2 separate regions of the Gossypium hirsutum genome follow, and region 1 is linked to region 2. The links are chromatin contacts, called in public Hi-C maps. All regions are on one chromosome and are shown on one strand. The core of a region is the stretch at or near the end of the contact, and the rest is flanking DNA. Distances in the headings are between cores, read along the strand shown. Region 1 holds the start of LOC107946428 (ACD11 homolog protein). Region 2 holds the start of LOC107946422 (protein NRT1/ PTR FAMILY 4.6).

Region 1 (2,700 bases), core at 148-2,647, 170 kb after region 2:
ACATATCAAAGAATCTGACGGTGTAAAAGGGAGATTGAAGAAAGAAAGAGATCAAGGCTTTGACCTTTGTTTCATCAAACTTGGGTCGGATTCTTGGAAAACTAATCGACGATTTGAAGAGAGGTGGTGGAAAGGAGTGTTTTGATGGTGCTTGATTGGAGCTCAGATGGCGGCGGCTAGGGTTCATCAAAGGAAAAAGAAAAAATAAAAGGAAGGAGGCCAACAGAAGAAGAAGAAACAAAATTGGGGATTAAGATTTGGGATCTTTTTGGATATTGGTTTTGGCTATTGGAAAATGAAAATTGATTTTTAGTTGAAAACTGCAAAAGAGAGCGGAGACGAGATAGAAAAGTCAAAAGAAAAAAATATTTTTTTTAGATTATGATATCAACCTCATGTAATTTACGTAGCATGTTATAATTTTATTCCGCCACATCTCCTAAACTTAATGATATTAGACTCAGATGCTAATTTAGTTGATGAAAAAAAGTTTAAGTATTTGGGAAAAGTGGACAAGTTTGAGTACTAAAATTATATTTAACCCAATTTTTAAAAAAATAAAAAAAATTAACACTATTTAAAATTTAAAAAATTAAAGTATTTTTAAAATATAATAAAATTCAAAATTATCTTAATCGGATCAAACCAATTGAATTAATAATCAACTAAGGTATCGGTCTAGTGAGAGGTAAAAAACTGGTTGATTCACGAACTGGTTTAGGTTGGTTGAATCTAGCTAAAAAAATAGTTAAACTGGTAGTTGGACATATTTTTATATTTTTAATAGTTTTTTTTTTATTTTTGCTTTTAACCAGTTAAATAGGTCATTTTGGAAATCAATTGGTCAGATTAGTTTAAAATTTGTTCAATTGTCGGTTCAACCAATCTATATGAATTCATGGCTCAACTGAATTTTTTCCTCTCGTCGGGTTGATACCCTAGTTGGTTCATTGTTTAATTGGTTGGTTCAATCTAATTTAGATTAGATTGAATTTTGGGAAAAAATTATATTTTAAAATCATTTATATATTTTTTTCTGAAATTTAAAGAGTTTTTAATTTTTTATTTAAAATACGCAAAAAGATTAAAATTTTATGTAATCTTAAAGGGGTCAAAATTATAGAAGATTGTAAAGTTAATTTAGTAGCTACAAGATTTTTGAAAAAAGAAGTGTAATAATTCAATATTTGGAAAGAGAAGATGACGTTTAGAATCTGAATTTGGGGTTTGGAATTGGATGATGTTGATACATTTGGTCCAAACCAGACGAGTTGAAAATTATGTTGGAATTTTCCTTTATTTATTACTAATTTCATTTCCGTAGGCAAATCGTGTTTCTAGTGTGATCTTTTGACTTTCCCAGAACACCTGTGTTTATTTCACAGCGTCGGCACGTAACACGATTCTTGTTTCCATGCCGAAACTTCAAAGCCTTGGACGGTTTTCAAACGAACACGGCTTTTTAATTACAAGATAAATAAAAGATGCATGACCCATTCGCAGCAGATGAATGAATTTGGCAATTCTCTAAGGAAGACATTAAAAATGGTGACCAAAACTCCATTGTCTACAATAGCGCAGGCGTTTGAAGAGTTATCGCAGTGTGGAACCAAGGATGAAGGGCTTCCGTTGGATAAATTCTGCGATGCTTGTTCTTTGGTTTCTGTTCTTTTTAACTCCCTCGGTCTCGCCTTCAAATTTGCGGAGATGGAGTACGTCGCCAAGGTTTATTTGATTTCCCCCCTCTATTTGGAACCAATCACTGAAACTTTAAGTTATTAATTGATGATGGATGGATGGTTTAAATCAGGTAGGTAATCTTGTGGAAGCATCAAAAAGGTTTGCCACTTTAGAAAATATAGTTGATGCAGATGTAGGTAATGGGACAGTGAAAAAACAGAGAAGCCCTTCGCGAGATCTGCGTCGTGTTAGGCAGGGTCTTGACCTCGTACGAGCTTTATTTGAACAATTTTTGTCATCCAAGTACGTTAGATGCCCTTCCATCTATAACTCTTTATTTTTCTCGAGGGAATCCTGGTATTATCCTTGAGTGTGAGCATCTCTAAGTGTTTGTTGCTTGAATTTACCTTTTTTTTTTGTTGTTGTTGTTGTTGTTGTTGTTGTAGGGATTACTCATTGAGAAACGCAGCTTCAACAGCTTATGCTCAAGTATGTGCACCGTATCACACATGGGCGGTAAGGACTGCTGTTTCTGCTGGAATGCATACACTTCCATCAAGGGAACAACTTTTGCTGAAACTCAACGAAACAGATCATTCAGCAAAGAAGAAAATGAGAAGGTACATCAAAGCTTCACGCCCACTGATTGATTACATCGATAAGCTTTATATTTCTAGAAAGATCAGGTTGGACTGGTGAATTAGTTATCAATTTGGGGGTCTTTCTTTCGACCTGCAAAAATCTAAATCCTTCATGAACAACCTTGTTTGTTCCCAGATGGGAGCATCTTCAAAGTCTAATGACACAATCCTAGGTTTCAATTCATACAAGGAAAGAAGTTCGGGTTGTTTGTTTGTTTATAATAAAACCAACTGATTCCATGGAAAGCAATATTGTTCTATCTTCAAGAAAGGAATCTTTGGTTTATTTGTACATTAAAAAAAGCTGAGAGCTGACAGAAAACAAGAGAATTTGCCTTACTATGCTTTGGTTTTTCTTTATGGATATTGAAAAGTCAGT
Region 2 (2,700 bases), core at 163-2,662:
TGGATACGTTTCAATTTTCATGACTATCCAATGGACCCGACGTTTCTCCTTCCCCTCCACGTCTAAATTTATCTTTAAAATGTGCCTTTTCACAATTTAATTGGACATCAAATAAAATTTGAGGTGAAAGAATCTCAAAAGCTAAATGTTGTTGCAAGTTTTCTCATGTGATGAAAGATTGAAATTTGAAAGAGACCCTTTTACTTTTTCTCTTTTTCATGTTTTGTTTTGAATTATATATATGTGGAATCTGATAGAGAGATTGAAATTTATGAGCATTCATCAATAATGCCTCGATAGATGTACCTAAACAGACGGTGTTCCTTGGATCTATATACCAAAGTCTTAGGGTTGCTTTGCGCCTATGACGGCCCCCAAACTTTAATGCTTTGCACACTAAGATTTTTGGTCATTGTCTTTTTTCTTTCTAAAGTGCTCATCTTTCATGCAAAAGGCCTCTAACTTGCTTTCTCAAAAGAAAAGAAAAAAAAAAGGAAAAAAGAAGAATCATCGATGAAATTCAAAAACGACAATAGAAATGGTTATGCATATAGAGAGAAGAAGAAGCAGGAGAGAGTTAGTACCAGAAACTCGGTGAATGCGCTTATCAAGTAGATGTGATAAGTGGTGAAGAAAGCATCAGATAAGAAACCTCCAAGCAGAGCTAGAAGAAAGGCAGTCCCCATGAAATTGGTGACATTGTTTGCCGATTTAGATGGAGATAAGTGCATGTACTTGGACAAATACATCACTAGGTTGCTGGCATTTGCCAAGTACGCCAGGTTCTCCAGCACTTCCACAACTGACGACACACAAAAATTATCATTATACCATATCAATGAAAGATAATAAATATATATTATATAAGTAGTCCCTTTCAGGCTGGTTCTTTCATAGGTAACTAAGCTAAATTACCCAAGACAAAGGAGGCTGCAAAAATGCCACCATGTCTACCCTTGAGAGCAGGTCGATTCCTCCAATCAGCATAGCCTTCCCATCTGGTATCCTGTAGGTTCACCCCATGTTCCTGCGGCCAAAACTCAAATAAAAACGAAGCGTTATTAGAAAAATAAGAAAGCAATACACAGCTTTCTTGTATGTTAGCTTGAACAAAGCAAATTAAGCCAGGGGGAGGAGTGAAAGAGAGGAGGAGAACATAAAAAAAAAAAAAAAGGAGAGAAAATTAGGGGAGGAAAGAGGAACCCACCATTGCTAGCTGTTTCTCTCTCTTAAGTTTCCAACTTGGTTAAGTTGGATTGGATCTCAGGTGAGAGAGGAAACTTAGATTGGAAAAGCTGGGTGGTGAGTGGTGGATGTATTTAAAGAGTGGGGAAGGGAACTTTGGAGGAGAGAAATGTCTAGACACCTTAGAAAATGACTTCGATCCATCCCCTATGTTATTTAACTCAAATGGTTCTAATCTTCAACTAAGATTATGATTTTTTATAAGTAGGATTCTTCTGTGATAACTAATGAGATATTGGCACATATTGCATAAATCGTTTTATATTGATTAATCCTATTATGTGTTGTTTAATCTAATTAGACTATGTTCTATTTGTGCTTTCTAATTTGTAGTTAGAGTTATTTAAATCTGTCTGTTATGATTCCAATCTAATACCTTTGCCTTTATTATTATCGATGGATATGATTGTATGTTTCATTTTTGTAAAAATATAATAACAAGTCCTTTGAGTGATCACATATTCAAAAAATATATAAATTAAATTTTTATATGTTTTAAATATGAAACTAGCTAATAAATTTTGGACAAACAAAAATACTTTTTACACATTTGTTTTCGGGAATATAAAAATTAATTATATCACTCAATAATAATCAAAATAAATTATATACCATCCAAAAAGAGGAGAGGAAGATTAGGATAGAACTATGAAATCCTCCCAACCCAAAGTAAAAGAGAGGAATAAGGTGTATATTTGACTCTCAACATAACCACATACTGAGTATATTGATATTCAATTATTAAATGTAAAGTTGTTAAAGCCTCAGCCTCCTAATTATAGTATGTTAGCTTTCGGTAAATAGCAACAATGTTAAAAGGGAAGCAAATCTTTAATCTTTGGGATTTTTTAATTATTTTCCATGTTTCCAGTACCACTACTATAATAATAAAATATATGATTAAGATGAAAGAATTGATTCGCTAATCCTCCCCGTATACGTGTTCCAACATGATCCTTTAAGCTTTGCTCCTGACTGATCAATTCAAGAATTTTGTCTCCTGGATGACGATAACATGTACATGCATAGCAGCTTTTATACAAGTGCATTTCTGCCTGACTCTATTTGTTTTCCAAAACCCTAAATCAAAGTTTCACACGAACGAATGGACTCTTTGTAGATTTGCTATCATCTATTTTGTTTATTTAAATTGAGTTTTGACGGTCTCTTGTAAAAATCTTGACCAAGAAATAATGGAGAAAAAGTGAGTCAAATTATAGCTTTTTTAAGGACATACCCACCATCGTCCACTTAACATGCCTAGTGGTACGACCATTGATGGTGATCTTTCTAAAACTATATGTAAAAATAAAGATACCTTAGAAGAAGATTTAATTCTTTGGTTTAGTTAAAGTTAACTGACATGATAGAATTTATGCTGGCAACATGATTTTCGGTATCATTTTTATATCGATCGATATGTTTCAGTTTTAAACCAGTATTATATAATTTGTG

What was found. Hi-C and Micro-C count contacts between places; a contact is called where the count stands out from the background.
Region 1: a contact with region 2 is called in a Hi-C map of leaf, with 1.5 times the contacts expected there. The contact joins the promoter of LOC107946428 here to the promoter of LOC107946422 in region 2. A contact is called at or near these places in 7 of 34 Hi-C or Micro-C datasets (callus and leaf).

Annotation. Positions count from the first base shown.
Region 1 is chrD12:51,212,797-51,215,496 of Gossypium_hirsutum_v2.1, forward strand. It overlaps LOC107946428 (ACD11 homolog protein), which reads left to right and starts at 1,398. Exons shown (of 3, transcript XM_016880751.2): 1 at 1,398-1,725; 2 at 1,811-1,983; 3 at 2,127-2,700. The coding sequence starts at 1,489. The coding sequence ends at 2,379.
Region 2 is chrD12:51,044,032-51,046,731 of Gossypium_hirsutum_v2.1, forward strand. It overlaps LOC107946422 (protein NRT1/ PTR FAMILY 4.6), which reads right to left and starts at 1,413. Exons shown (of 5, transcript XM_016880740.2): 1 at 1,208-1,413; 2 at 916-1,027; 3 at 585-802. The coding sequence starts at 1,210.